Linked DNA regions of Sus scrofa: region 2 is linked to region 1. A link is a contact called in public HiChIP or PLAC-seq data. All regions are on one chromosome and are shown on one strand. Each heading gives the region's core, a stretch centred on a gene start, on an enhancer-like site or on the middle of the called end of the contact. The rest is flanking DNA. Distances are from core to core; before and after follow the strand shown. Region 1 overlaps MAST2 (microtubule-associated serine/threonine-protein kinase 2). Region 2 overlaps MAST2 (microtubule-associated serine/threonine-protein kinase 2).

Region 1 (7,907 bases), core at 3,116-5,615:
AATCTTTCTCCCTTGTGCCATCTAGAAACTTCATCCCCCCGAAAGCAGTCATTTGGTTCCAGGAACCCTTACGTCTATTGTTTGAAATGCCTTTTAGACCCCGGTGTGGACAAGTCACTGATCAGTCTTGATTTTAAGAGGGAAGTAGAGCTGGAAGGTGCCTGGAAGAGAAAGTGAAGAACCAGCAGGATCCCCACTCCGCCTTCAGGCCCAGGGGGACGGAGGGTGTGTGAAAGCAAGCTGTCCTTACTCGGTCATGTCCCCCGGTCGTTAAGGGCTCTCCTACCTTGATGTCCAGGGTGCTTGGGAATTCGAGAGGAAAGATACGCTGGCATTTGCGAGGCCAGTCAGAAGCCCTGGCCAATGTCAAGATGTAAGGGGTGTTAGAAATGGAGAAAAGATAGGAATATGGAAACATTTATGAGATCAAATCGGCAGGGTTGGTACTGATTGTCTCCAGATTTCCTGGCTGGGTGACTAATGAGCAGTGATATCCTTAACTTAAATAAGGAATATCAAAGAGAAGACTTAAGGGAAGGAGAAGGAAGACCCCAGAAGCACATCCATACACGTAGGGACACTTGGTTTATGACAGAGATGACACTGGGACAGCTGGATCTCCACATGGAGAAATCGAAAGGCTTACCTTCCTTCACAAAAAACAATTCTAGGTGAATTGTAGACTTTTTTATCAGCTTCAGTAGGTATAATGGACAAATAAAAGTGTAAGATATTTAGGAGTTCCTGACGTGGTGCTGTGGGTTAATGACCCAGCTTGTCTCCTTGGTGGCACCGGTTGGATCACAGGCCTGGTGCAGTGGGTAAAGGAGCTGGCATTGCTGTAGCTGCAACCTAGGTCACACCTGCAGCTTAAGTTCCTCCCCCCTGGAACTTCCATGTGCCATGGATGTGGCCAAAAAAATCGTAAAATATTTGAAGTTTACACATGACAATTTGGTATACATGGATTATAGATTTAAATCTAAAAGCCAAAACGCTAAACTTTTGGAAGGTATATGGTAGAACATCTTCATTTTTTTAAACAAAGAACATGAAGGTGTCGCAACAGAACAAAGGTGGGAAAAAAATGTAATTGTAATGTGTGCATGTAAGGATAACTTGATCCCCTTGCTGTACAGTGGGGAAAAAAAAAAGTAAAAAAAAAAAAAAGAACATGAAGGGAAAGGGTGAGACATTTGACCACATTGAAATTAAGAATTTCTAGTCACCAAAAGATACTGTGAAAAGTCAAGCCATACAATGGAGAAGATAATTATGACACTTAAAACTGACAAAGGGCTTGGATTCAGAACTTTTGAAGAACTCCAGGAGTTCCCTGGTGGTGCCTGGGTCGGTGGAGGAGGGGGAAACACCTCCAGTAAGTCAATAAAAAGATAGTACAATTGAAAAAAGGGCCAAGAAGTTCCTGTCATGGCTCTGCAGAAATGAATCCAACTAGGAACCATGAGGTTTCAGGTTCGATCCCTGGCCTCACTCGGTGGGTTAAGGATCAGCGTTGCCGTGAGCTGTGGTGTAGGTTGTAGACGCGGCTCGGATCCAGCATGGCTGTGGCTGTGGCATAGGCTGGCAGCCTCAGCTCCGATTAGACCCCTAGCCTGGAAACCTCCATGTGCCTCAGGTGCAGCCCTAAAAAAAAAAAAAAAAAAAAAAAAAAGAAAGAAAGAAAAAAATGGCCAAGAGATTTGAACAGGCAATTCACAAAAGCAACCTAAATGGCCAATGAATATACAAGATACTTTTTTTTTTTTTTTCTTTTTGCTATTTCTTGGGCCGCTCCAGCGGCATATGGAGGTTCCCAAGCTAGGGGTCTAATCGGAGCTGTAGCTACCGGCCTACGCCAGAGCCACAGCAACGCAGGATCCGAGCCGCGTCTGCAACCTACACCACAGCTCACGGCAACGCCGGATCATTAACCCACTGAGCAAGGCAGGGACCGAACCCGCAACCTCATGGTTCCTAGTCGGATTTGTTAACCACTGCGCCACGACGGGAACTCCATACAAGATACTTTAATCTCATTGGTATCTCTGGAAATGCAAAATAAAATCACAGCGAAATACCATTATATGACCATCAAACATGGCTTAAATTAAAATAAAACCAAGTATAGATAGGTATGCGAAACACTACGAATACTTAAGTACCACTGGTGGAACTATAAATTGTTTGAAAAAAACGGTCTGGCGCTTTCTCAGGTAAAGTTTGAAAATAGATAAACTGGAGCACAAAAGGTCACATATTTTGTGATTCCATTTCTAGAAAATGTCCCGGATAGGCAATTCCACAGGAACAGAAGGGTCAGTGGTCGCCAGGGCCTTCGGGAGGGAGTGTGAGGAGTGACTGCTAACAGGTCGTTTCTTTTTTGAGTGATAAAGAAATGCTCTGGAAATAGGTAGTGGTGCTGGTTGCAAAACTGCGCCAATACGCTAAAACGGCCACACTGTGCACGTTACAGTGGCGAATTTTATGGTGTGTGGATTATATCTCAACTTTTTATTTTTTTAGAGCAGCACCCATGGCATATAGAGATTCCAAGGTTAGGGGTCCAAACGGAACTACAGCTGCTGGCCTACGCCACAGCCACAGCAATGCGGGATCCGAGCCATGTCTGCGACCTACACCACTGCTCATGGCAACACCACATCCTTAACCCACTGAGCAAGGCCAGGGATCGAACCGGTAACCTCACGGTTACTAATTGGATTACTTTCCGGTGTGCCACCATGGGAACTCCTGTATCTCAGTTTTTTAAATTGAAAAACTAAAGTATCTAGAGATACATACTTAGTTGGTAAAGCTATAAGGAAGTGATTGCTGTAAAAGTCAGGGCAGTGATTACGTTTGCTGGGGTGGGGAGGAGTTTGGATGGGAAGATGACCTGTTGTTAACCTGGATGGTATTTATGCAAGCGCTTGCTATATAATCGTGTTTCTTTATAGCCAGTTAAACCTGGAAATGAAGCAGCTGGTTAAAGGTCAACTGACTGCTCCCTGTTCTGTTTGTTTATATGTGTTGTTATAATTTGTGTCTCTGGGATGGATGATTATTTGTCTTTGAACTGTTTCTTTTCAACCGTTAAACTGCTTGGTAGAGTTGAGAAGGTCTGCTTTTTCCGGGTTGCTAGGTTTTCTACTAGATTTTTTGTCCTGTTGAGCTATTGCTAGCTGTTTTTTTTTTGTTTTTTTTTTTTTTTTTGTCTTTTGTTGTTGTTGTTGTTGTTGTTGCTATTTCTTGGGCCGCTCCTGCGGCATATGGAGGTTCCCTGGCTAGGGGTTGAATCGGAGCTGTAGCCACCAGCCTACGCCAGAGCCACAGCAACGCGGGATCCGAGCCTCGTCTGCAACCTACACCACAGCTCACGGCAACGCTGGATCGTTAACCCACTGAGCAAGGGCAGGGACCAAACCCGCAACCTCATGGTTCCTAGTCGGATTCGTTAACCACTGCGCCACGACGGGAACTCCTATTTCTAGCTGTTTTTAAGGAAAAGTTCTTTTCAATGATAGGATTTTTCTGGGGTCAGAACTTGTGACTATTAAGTCAGTAAGAAGGGTCAACTTAGATATTTTCTTCAAAATGTTACTATTCTACCATCCTGATCTTCCTTCAAAAGACGACCAATTCCAATTATTGATTTTATTGTCACGGTCTTCACAGTAGTAGTGTTTGGCCTCTTGGTAAAAGGACTGTTGGAAAAATAGAGAAAAGACAATAAAGGCAGCATAGACTTCTTCAGCCACAGTTTCTGTATGATGAACAGTTTCCCTGGTCTTAATCCCAGGTTCCTGTCGCAGAGCTTCTAGAAACCTTGGAACTTCCTGAGTGATCGCGTCTTTGTGACTGCTGCTGAGGCAACGCATGGTGGCCCCCTGTAGCGTCAGAATGGTGGCTGGTCACCAGGAAAACCAACCACATGATTAGAAAATTGGGGCTTTTGTCCAGCCCAACCTCCTGGGGAGGAGACAGGAGCTGGAGATTGAGTTCACTTGTGTTGCCGGTGATTTAATGAGTTATGCGGTAGGGGGAACTCCCATGAAAACTGTAGACACTGAAGCTCAGAGCAGAGTTTCCTGGTTGGTGAACACATTTATGTACTGGGAGGCCAGGGGTCTAGATTCTACAAGGAGGGGGCACAGCAGCTCTGCATTCATTCCCAACTTCACCCCTGTACACACTTTCTAGTAAAACTGTAATGATACATAGAACACTTTCTGCGTTCTGTGAGTCATTCTAGTGAATTATTGCAGCTGGAAACCTCTGAATTTATAATCACTGTAGGTCAGAAGTACAAGCACCTCCCTCCTCCCACGTTTTATGGCTGAAGCAGGAAGTGAGGCAGACTCGTTAAGGACTTTGCCCTTAACCTGTTGGTTCTGTGCTAACTCCGTGTGGTTGGTGTCGGAACTGAATTGCAGTACACCTAGTTAGTGTCAGAAGAGTACCTTTGGAAAACTGTTTTGGAGCCTGACCTGTTGGGAGGAATGCTTTTATAATCTGTTATGTCATCAGCTTCCAGGTAGTAGGAATGCATCATTATTTACTCCTGAATCACAGACGCTTTTTGCCAAAGATTATAATCACACACATACAGATCTGTTTTTGGCTCTGTTCTGGCAACTGCCCCATAACTTGGAAGCCAGATTCCTCTCTCTGATGTTGGCCATATTTGGTATATTAGACGTGGAATTGTGAACCAGCTCTAGAACATTCTAGTGAGCAAATGTATAAATCTCAATAACCGACGAAGTAGCAAGTACTTACCTCCCTGACACTGGAATAAAGATGTACCATGTGTTGCCCTTAATTCTGGTAGATGCCATCAAGGGTTTGAAAACAGGCAGAGGGGAAAGAGGACATACTCAGTTATTAAGACTCAGAAGACGCCTTTTATGCAGAAGCTGTTATAAACTAATTCTGGGCGAATGCGGTCTGACTTTACTATGGCTTTCTGAAGTCCTTAATCACCTTGCCTTTGACTGACTTAATGAAGAAACCCCCTAATTCCTTTCCTCTTTCTACTCAGTCTATGAAATTTTGAAGCTGGACTTTTTTTTTTTTTGCCTTTTAGGGCCGCACCTGCGGCATATGGAGGTTCCCAGGCTAGGGGTCGAATCGAAGCTGTAGCTGCCGGCCTACGCCACAGCCATAGCAACACGGCATCTGAGCTGCGACTGCAACCTATACCACAGCTCACAGCAACGCCAGATCCTTAACCCACTGAGCAGGGCCAGGGATTGAACCCACAACCTCATGGTTCCTAGTCAGGTTCGTTTCTGCTGTGCCACAGTGGGAACTCCAAAGCTGGGCATTTTTTCTGATTGCTTTGTACCTTTCTACTACTTAGAATTTTCAAATAGCAGCATTCACCACAGTGGTTCTCTAAAAGCTGATGTACTTGGGTGTGAGGGGAAAATATAAAAACTGCTTACTTTTTATCATGAAAAATGATGATTAAATTAAGCTTTACTAGGGAGTTCCCATTGTGGCTCAGTAGTAACAAACCCAACTAGCATTCATGGAGATGCAGGCTTATGGATTAAGCAGGATCTGCCGTTGCTGTGTCTGTGGGGTAGGCCGGCCACTTCAGCTTTGATTTGACTCCTAGCCTGGGAACTTTTTTTTTTTTTTTTTTTAAGGGCTGTACCCTCGGGATATGGAGGTTCCCAGGCTAAGGGTCGAATTGGAGCTACAGCTGCTGGCCTACACCACAGCCACAGCAACCCCAGATCTGAGCCACATCTGCGACCTACACCACAGCTCACGGCAATGCTGAATCCTTAACCCACGGAGCGAGGCCAGGGATCAAACCTGCAACCTCATGGCTCCTAGTCGGGTTCATTTCCGCTGCACCACGACAGGAACTCCCTGGGAACTTTCACATGCCACGGGTACAGCCCTAAAAAGACCCCAGAAAACCCCCACAAGCTTTGCTGTACTCATTAGATCCATTTGTCAGACTGTGTCTGAATTTGTACCTAACATCACGGACACCGTGTGGTGTTCCACTGTACACCCGCAGTCCGTCGTTCCCTCGGCGCGCTGCCGCATGCCACAGCTCACAGGCGAATTGCTACAATTCCTTCTGAAATGGTGTTGAGGGACTTTTGGAAAATTGGGTATAAGAGGGAAATTTACTGGTTGTCTCGTGGCAAGTTACTTAAAAGGTTAGACTAAGTGATGTAATGCAGTTTCCTTTTAAAAATGTCGAAGTGTTCCAAATTTGCTGACCTTTTTTGTGCTAACAAATGATTTTTAGTAGGATACTGCCTAGGAGATATTTGAGAGGGTCGGGGAAGGCAAATACCCTTGGTCTCTTCCTTCAGGGTGAAAGTGACATTTTAACAATGAATGAAAAAGTGGCTGCATTTTGAAAGACGTTTGTGCCAGAGAGAGAGCATTTTGAAAATGGATATTTTGAAAGGTTCCCATCTGTATGTGTTTTTATTGACCAAAATGATGCCACCTATTGAAACAGGTAAATTACCATTTTTTAAAAACATTGGAAATAGAATATCCTTACCTTCCAAGTTCAATAGATTTTGAACCACTTGTTTAAAAAAAAAGATGCGTCTTTCCATTAGTTTCCAAGAAAAACTGCTGAATGTCACAGAAGGTAGAAATTTTTTATCGCCCTCTGGGTGGAACTGAAAGACGAGTAGCATGATGGGGTTTCTGCTCCGAGGCAAGGGCTAATCATGCAGCTTGTCTCTGTGGAGGATGCTGGCTTGATCCCGGACCGGCTCTGTGGGTTGAGGATCTGGCATTACGGCGGCAGTGGGTCGCAGCTCCAGCTCAGATTGGATCCCTGGCCCGGGAACTTCTGTATGCTGCACTGCGGTGCGGCTGTAAACGAAAAAAAACACCAAGTATCATGATCTAAAAAACAGAGCCATTAATACACTTCTTTGATTGGAAGCTATGCGTCTTGGTGAGGTTTATTTTCCATCTATAGTAAAACCAATCACAAAATCTAAATTTAAAAACCCAACTGTGGAAGACCTAAGATTTCTAAAAACGTGAACCATCTTCACTCAAAAAGAGTGAAAAATGGTATAACATGAATGAACTAAACACATTTTCATTTTTAAATATTTGTTTTAAAGCATACATTTTGATAATTTTGTGGAATGAGTACCACTACTGAAACGGTACCTATATCCATCGTGGCCCACAGTCCCCACGTGTCCATTTACAGCTCCTTCCGCCTCCAGGCAACCATTGATCTGCGTTCTGTCCCTTACAGATTAGTCTGAATTTTATAGAATTTTAGTCTAATTGGATTCGCATGGTATGGACTCTTTTTCTGGTCTGGCTTCTTGTCCTTTGCTTTTCCGAGTGAATTTTAAAAGCAGCTTGTCCCAAAGGCAGCCGGCGGGAAGGGTGTGCGTGCGTGAGGCAGGCCATACAGAGAACATCTCTGTACCTTCTGCTCATTTTTGCTATACACCTAAAACTGCTCCAGAAAGAGTCTTAACTTTTTTCAAGGCAGCTGGGATTTTGATTTGGATTATTCTGAACCCGTCCATCAGTTAAGGGAAAACTGGCGTCTTGGCAGTCCTGAATCTTCTTACACATGGGATATTTCCCTATTTATTCAGACCGTCTTTAATTTCTCTTGACCCTGATTTGTATAGCTCTGATGCATCTTTTTCAGGTTTACCTCTTAAGCATTCCGTATTTTTAATGCAGTAAATGGTATCATTTTTATTTGCAATTTCTGGTTATTGCTAACATGTGGAAATACAATAGATTTTTGTATGTTGACCTTATATCCTGCAGCCTTGCTAAAATTGCCTGTTTTGAGGAACATTATTATAGATTCTGTCACATAAACAATCTATGAATAAATACAGTTTTATTTCTTCCTTTCCAATCGAGGTGATTTT
Region 2 (7,907 bases), core at 2,491-4,990, 170 kb before region 1:
AAAAAGGCAAAAAAAAAAAAAAAACCAAAAACAACCCAAAAAGGTGCTGGGAGCAGAGCCTGGGATGATGGAAGCAAGTTGGACAGTGTTCCTTGATGAGGGTGGGAGCATCTGCTTACAGATTTTCCCATCGTTGTTTTACTGGCTGTCCTTTAGCCAAAGATCACCCTAAAAGCTTTTTCCACCGCGGTTACTCATGGCCACCTATGATCAGGACTAGTCAGAGGAAGCTTAATATTGCAACCCTTATGCCTCCTTCATTGCTGATCTAAACTTCTCTGTGGTTCTCTGCTGAATTTGCCGTCTAGCTTTGTACCTTCTTGGGAAAATCCTTAAGGTACCTTGGTAATTACTACTTTTTATCAGCAGATGTTGGTTGTTTTTCATCAGTGATATACATACTGGGGGCCCTAAGGGGTTTGAAAACCAAGTTATTGGGTCACGGCCAGCCACTGGGGAGTTTGGAGCAGAGGAATTACATGACACACATTCATTTCAATCCCATCTTTATGGCTACTCTGTTGAGCATGACCGAATGGGTATGTGGAAGCAGAGACCAGTTAAGAGGCTCTTGCAGTTATTCAGGCAAGAGAGCAAGTGATATGAAACAATTGTCTATGAGTAGGAGAGTGCTCCTCTTTATAACAGAACTACTTGAGGAGTTCCCGTCGTGGCTCAGTGGTTAACGAATCCGACTAGGAACCACGAGGTTGCGGGTTCGATCCCTGGCCTCGTTCAGTGGGTTGAGGATCCGGTGTTGCCGTGAGCTGTGGTGTAGGTCACAGACGTGGCTTGGATCCTGCGTTGCTGTGGCTGTGGTGTAGGCTGGTGGCTACAGCTCCGATTAGACCCCTAGCCTGGGAACCTCCACATGCCGTGGATGTGGCCCTAGAAAAGGCAAAAACCAAAACAAAAAACTGCTTGAAAGAGCTGTCTATATCTTCTTTCACTTCCTTTCCTTTCATTCCTTTTGAACCCATTCCAATCGACTGATTCTCTATAGTTCCTCTGAAACACTTAGGTTAAGGTCATCATTGGCCAAAGCCCAGTGGCCAAACCCAGTCTTCATGTCACTCAACCAGTTGCTTTTATTTATTATTATTATATTTATCATTAGTAGTAGTGTTAGTCTCAGTAGTAGTCTCAGCAGTAGTAGTAGTGTTGAGGCCATGCCTGTTCCCCCGCAGGAATTGAACCCACACCATGGCGGTGACCCAGGCTGCTGCAGTGATAATGCCATATCCTTAACCCAACCTGCTCTGCCACCAGAGAACGCCTTGATTCTTTTCTTTTTCTTTTTTTCTTTTTTGTCTTTTGTCTTTTGAGGGCCACACCCGCGGCATGTGGAGGTTCCCAGGCTAGGGGTTGAATCAGAGCTACAGCTCCCGGCCTACACCACAGCTCACAGCAACAGCAGATCCCTAACCCACTGATCAAGGCCAGGGATTGAACCCACAACCTCGTGGTTCCTGGTCGGATTCGTTTCTGCTGTGCCGTGATGGGAACTCCTGATTGGTTTCTTAACTTCATTTTCCACATTCAGCCCATCGGATGTGATTGGTGATACATTTCGCCTTTCATGAAACCTTGCCGTTAGCTCTGTCACTGCCCTAATGTTAGCCTGTCATCTTTCATTCTTTTTCCCACCACACCTGTGGTATATGGAAGTTCCCAGGCTAGGGGTTAATTCGAGCTGCAGCTGAGGCCTCTGCCATAGCCGAAGCAACACTGGATCCGACCCACATCTTCAACCTCTGCCTGGGCTTGCAGCAACTCTGGATCCTTAACCCACTGAGTGAGGCCAGGGATTGAACCGCATCCTCATGGAGACCATTTGGGTTCTTAACCTGCTGAGACACAGTGGGAACTCTTAGCTTGTCATCTTTCATGGCTTTCTATAACTGTCTCCTGTCTTCCTGCTTCTGCTCTTCTCCTCCTCTCCGCACCCATGATAATTTGCATACAGCAAGATCGAAATCGTCCTTTAAGCTAAAATCAAAGTTTGTCACCCCCTGCTCAAAACCCTGCAGTGGCTTTCCATCACAATCCGTCAAAATCCAAAGTGCTAGTTTTGTCCTGTAAGATTCCGCACGGTCCACCTCTTCGCCTTTGCCAACCTCGTTCTCTTCTATTCCTCTTGGCACCGAGCTCTGGTTACACTGGCTGCCTTCCTGGTCTCCACGTATGTTAAGCACGCTCCTGCGTGAGGACGTTTTAAAAATGATCCTTTGAGGACTTCTCTACTGAGGTGTTCTTTTTCCAGATGCATCCATAGGCTGGCCTCCTGTCCCATTCAGGTCTCTGTTCGGATATCACCTCTTCAGAGAGGCTTCTTTATTTTTGGCTGCGCCTATGGCACACAGAAGTTCCCAGGCCAGGGATGGAACCTGAGCCAGGGCAGTGACAACACTGAGTCAACCACTAGGTCACCAGGGAACTCCTTGTTCAGTGTCTTTAAACTAATACTGGTCATTCCCTTTCCCGCTTTTCAGTCATGTCCTTTATTCACCTGTTACTATCACATATTTGTTGTTTATTGTCATTTCCCACATTAGAATATATGGTTCATGAGGGTAGGAAATTGGGTCGTTTTTTTCCTCACTGCTATATTCCAGCTTCTAGAATTGTGTATAGGAGGTACTAAATAAATACTTCTTGAGTGAATGAGAAGGGTTGGTGTAGTGAATAAGTCATTCTGACCTCAGATTCCAACTCTGTGACCTGTTGCATGTTACTTGAGTTCTCTGAGCTTTAATTATCCCACATGTGTGTGATGGAGATGCTGTCATGCCCAATTTTATAGGGTTGTTGTTAGAATTAATAAATTAATCCATGTAAAGTACTTTTTACAAAGCCTGATAACAATCAGTGCTCAATAATGGTTAATTATCATATTTTATGGTGCATACATAAATGTGTGAGCTTAGAGTTCGTATTTTTCTGTGTTTTCATCTGGTTTTAGAAATAAATGTAATCGAGAAAGATAGGGCTTGATCTTTGATGTGTTGGTGTTATTGAGCTGTTCTTTTACTTTGTTCAGCTTGGAAAGATGGCTTTAATTGGTGCTTTTCCCTTTAGGGAAACTTATGGTTTTCTTTATTAAGTAACTGGCTTAGACGATATTATAGTCTCCCTAGGTTTTAGAATGTAATTAAGAGCAAAATCAGGCCAAGGAAACCACATTTTAAAATTCTGTGATATCATTTTAGTTGTACCAACTTTAATGTAATAAAATACTTCCTGGGGTGAACCTGAGTAGCAGATGCACAAATTCTTTAACCTTTAATTTGTTGGGAGATTAACAAGCCACATAGTTTCTCTGCCTGTATTTCATCAAAGCAGAGGTAATACCGTAATGTCAGACCTTCTAATTTTCATGACTATTACAGGCCTGCAGGAATGCTTTAATGACAACAGAGCTTTCAAATTGTTGGTATTAATTTTTAAAAAGTCTTTAAGTTATTTCAAAGAGGTGATATCAAGATGATTTTTTTCTAGATGACCCCAGGGAATCTGAGTCCTGCCTTTGACCAGTAAGAGAAAGGGACATTTTATTACTAGCTCTCATGTTGGTAGCCTTTTTTATCTGAGAACACTAGTTGCTATAACAAATACATTTGAAAGGACCCAGACTAATGGAAGCGCTACCATTTTCTACACACGGCTTCCAAGGTCCCCTGAGGCGGCAAGTGGGGGATCTTGTGGGAGTGGCTGATGGGCCAGACTTGGAAATGGCTTAATCACTTAGCCCTATTCCGTTGTCAGAATTGAGTCACAAGGCCTAGCGTAGCTGCTGGAGGGCAGGTCTTTTCGATTGTGCCCAGGGGGGAGGTTTGGTCGCTATCCAGCTAGTCCACAGCCCTCCAACCCTGACACAGTCCACACTAGGACTGTGTTGGAAATCCTCTTATTTTGGGTGTAGATCACCTAGAACCTTCATTCTTTAGAGGCCCACAGGGTTTGGGGTAGTTAGTCACTGTTTTGAATGCATGTAAAGGCCTTTTCCCAGGAAGACCTAGGAGATCTGGAAAAGCTTGTTTTCCTCTGTCCATGGCAGACCCCGCTCTCGCAGGTCCTGGTGGCCGGTGAGAGCTGTCTGTAGGAGTTTCTCGCTTTGTCAGTCCAGCCTGTGGAAGAGGAAAAAAGCCACAAGGAAGCCCAGAGAAGCCAGAGAGGAAGGTGACTGGGTTTTAGCTCTTCTTACCTTATTTTATTTTTGACTGCACCTGCAGCATGTGGACGTTTCTGGGCCAAGGACTGAACCCTTGCCACAGCAGTAATGACTCCCAATCCTTTATTGGCTGTGCCACAAGAGAACTCCTTGTTCTCACTTTAGTAGGCTTCTGGAAGGAAGTATGGCCCTTTAGAAAGCCTACCTCTATATATGCTTCGACTTCTTAAATTATGGTAAAATACATTTAACATAAAATTTACGGTTAGTGACATTCAGTGCATTCGGATGTACAACCTTCCCCACCACCTAATTCCAGAACATTTTCATCACTCCAGAAGTCACTCCCCATTTCCTCCTTCCCCTGGTCCCTGGCAACCGCTAACCTGTTTTCTGTCTCTATGGACTGTGGACATTTCATATAAATGAAATCGTATGATATGCGGCCTTTTATGTCTGGCTTTTTTCGTACATGTTTTTGAGATCTGTTCACAGTGTAGCGTGTATCATCATATATCATTCCTTTTTATGGTTGAGTAGTATTCCATTATATGGATATACAGCATTTTGTTTATTCAACTGATGGACATTTGGGTTCTTTATACCTTTTGGAGATTGCGATAGTGCTGCTATGAGCATGTGTGTATAAGTTTTGTTTGTACACCTGTTTTTCAGTTTTTTGTTTCTGTATACAGGAGTGGAATTGCTGGGTCATATGATAATACTCTGTTGAACTTACTGAGGAACTGACAAACTGTTTTCCACAATGAGTGTACCATTCTGACAGTCCCACCGGCAATTTACAGGCTTCCAGCTGTCCCTTACCTGGCTAACACTTGTTATTTGCCAATTTAAAAAAATGTGGTCATTCTACTGGATGTAAATGACATCTCTTTGTGTTTTTTATTTGCATTTCCCTGTAGGTTAATGATGTTGAGCATCTTTTTATTGGTTGTTGACCATTTGCATATCTTCTTCCTAGAAATGTCTATTCCAACCCTTTGCCTTTTTTTTCCTTTCAATTGCAAATAAGATTCTACAGGTTCTGATTTTCCCATCAAGGGGCAGGGCTCAAGTCATCCCTAGGAGAGACTCCTCTGCCAATTTTTAAATTGGGTTGCTTATTGTTGAATTGTAACAGTTCTGTATTTATTCTGAATGCTGGATTCTTATCAGAATGATTTGCATATATTTTCTCCCATTCAGTGGATTGTCTTTCACTTTCTTTGATACACACATTTTAAAATTTTTGATGAAATACAATTTACCTATATTTTTGGTTTGTTGCTTGTGATTTCTCTTACCTAAGAAACCGTTGCTAAATCCATGAACATTTACTCATTTTTTTTTTTTACCCGTTTAATGGTTTTAGCCTTTATATTTAGGTGTTTTATCCTTTTTGAGCTAATTTTAGTATTAATGTGACTAAAAGAGAGAGTAATTTCATGCTTTTGCATGTAAGCATCCTGTTGTCCTTTTTCAAGGTCCTCCAGGTGGTAAGTGATAGAGCCCAAAAGAGCCTTGGCTCTAGAGCCTGTGCTCTTAAAACATTGAAGATGCTTTGGAGTTCCCTGCTGGCTCAGCAGGTAAGGATCTGGCATTGTCACTGCTGCAGCTTGGGTCTCTGCAGCTTGTGGCATGGTTCAGAGTTGGCCTTGGAATTTTTGTATGCTGCCAGCACAGCCAAAAAAAAAAAAAAAAGTTGAAGATGCTTTCATTTTAACTATCAAATTATTTTAGAGAGATAAACTGGGGTTTATAGGTTGGGAATTAAGATTAGTTTCATATTTCTGTGCTTTCATTGGCTTTATGATTTTGTGCAAAACTTCTCTCTTCCCCAGGAGGAAATCACTGTTCTGAAGATGGTGTATATTAAACTATTGCGTTAGTGGAAAAAAAATTCATTACTAAAGATATTTATCCATAAGCAAGATGTGGGAATATTTGCGTTTTTTTTGTTTTTTGTCTTTTTAGGGCCACACCCAAGGCGTATGGAGGTTCCCAAGCTAGGGGTCCAATCACAGCTGTAATCGCTGACCTACACCAGAGCCACGGCAACTCAGGGTCCGAGCCGCCGTGTCTGCGACCTACACCACAGCTCACAGCAACGCCAGATCCTTAACCCACTGAGCGATGCTAGGGATCAAACCCGAGGCCTCATGGATGCTTAGCTGGGTTTGCTAACCTCTGAGCCATGATGGGAACTCCGGAATATTTGCTTTTAAATTTTATATAAATTGTGTGTTATTATGTATATCCTTTTGCTCTCTTACCTTATTTTACTCAACATTGTTTTTGAGAATTATGAGAATTATGTCATGAGTCAGCAAACCTTTTTTTTTTTCTCGTCTTTTTGCCTTTTCCAGGGCTGCTCCTGTGACATATGGAGATTCCCAGGCTAGGGGTCTAATCAGAGCCGTAGCCACTGGCCTATGCTAGAGCCGCAGCAATGAGGGATTCGAGTCGTGTCTGCGACCTACACCACAGCTCATGGCAACGCCGGATCCTTGACCCACTGAGTGGCCAGGGATCAAACCCGCATCCTCATGGATCCTAGTTAGGCTCGTTGCCGCTGAACTACCACAGAAACTCCTGTAGCGTTCCTTTGAATAAATAATTTGTATAATATATAAACAGTTGGGTTATTTCCATTTTCCATATTAGAGGTAAATATCCTTGTGTACATATGCAAGAGTTTCTCTTGCTGGATATTATTACCAGATTACTTTCTACAGTGATTGTATCAATATGTACTTTGACCTGGGATGTTTCCCTCTGTCCTTGCCAACCCTTGGTGTTATCAGGTTATTACTTTTTGTTAATTTGCTGTGTTTAGATGGCATCTCAATGCTTTAAATACATTTCCTTGATTATTAGTGAAGTTAATCTTTGTAGATTTATTGGGGTTTTTTGAAAATTTTTTCTGTGATTTCCTTACTTATGTGCTTTCATGTTTTTATTATAGACTATTTTTACTTTTCTTACTGATGTGAGTTCTTTATCAATGTCATTTAAGTAGACTACAGAGGAGAAGCATACTTTGGTCTAGGTTTGAATTCTCTTAGTAGTTTAGTAGGTTTGAATTTGAAGGAAGATAAGAATGTCTATTTTACAGTGTTGTTTTTGTAGTTAAATCAAGGTTTTATTTATTTATTTATTTATTTATTTATTTATTTATTTTGTCATTTTGCTATTTCTTGGGCCGCTCCCGCTGCATATGGAGGTTCCCAGGCTAGGGGTGCAGTCGGAGCTGTAGCTGCCAGCCTACGCCAGAGCCACAGCAACGCGGGATCCGAGCCGCGTCTGCAACCTACACCACAGCTCACGGCAACGTCGGCTCGTTAACCCACTGAGCAAGGGCAGGGACCGAACCTGCAACTTCATGGTTCCTAGTCGGATTTGTTAACCACTGCGCCACGACGGGAACTCCTAAATCAAGATTTTAAATGACTACTTTCAGTTGGACCTCCCTAAATGTTTGTTCTATGTTTTTATTTTTTGTCACTGTGGTATTTTTATGTGTAGCAAGATATTCCCTTACTTTTGTAGCAGACCCCTAGTTTTGCAGTTTTTCTTTCTTTACTCCTTTTTTCCTATTTAACTTGTTTATTGTAAAATATGATAAGTAGAAAAGCAGTAAAAACAAACGTGTAGTTCAACGAATTATTATAAGATGAAACACCCTCATAACTGTTACCCAGGTGAAGAAAAAGAATTTTGCCAGCCGTTCTCAAAA

Evidence for each region. HiChIP or PLAC-seq counts read pairs in DNA pulled down with a chosen protein or histone mark.
Region 2: a contact with region 1 is called in an H3K27ac HiChIP or PLAC-seq map of alveolar macrophages. The contact joins two enhancer-like sites. A contact is called at or near these places in 1 of 47 Hi-C or Micro-C datasets (embryonic fibroblasts) and 1 of 2 datasets of contacts at active chromatin or transcription factors (alveolar macrophages).

The regions. Positions count from the first base shown.
Region 1 is chr6:165,438,544-165,446,450 of Sscrofa11.1, reverse strand. The region is part of intron 6 of MAST2 (microtubule-associated serine/threonine-protein kinase 2); the gene reads left to right. Among named protein-coding and RNA genes, the nearest start is that of MAST2, 180 kb to the left of the region's middle. Within about 2 kb of position 4,365, at least 14 of the 83 cell types and tissues checked have an H3K27ac peak or open chromatin away from gene starts, as enhancers often do. A contact at or near this core is called in alveolar macrophages, where this site is marked.
Region 2 is chr6:165,607,049-165,614,955 of Sscrofa11.1, reverse strand. The region is part of intron 1 of MAST2 (microtubule-associated serine/threonine-protein kinase 2); the gene reads left to right. Among named protein-coding and RNA genes, the nearest start is that of MAST2, 9.0 kb to the left of the region's middle. Within about 2 kb of position 3,740, at least 3 of the 83 cell types and tissues checked have an H3K27ac peak or open chromatin away from gene starts, as enhancers often do. A contact at or near this core is called in alveolar macrophages, where this site is marked.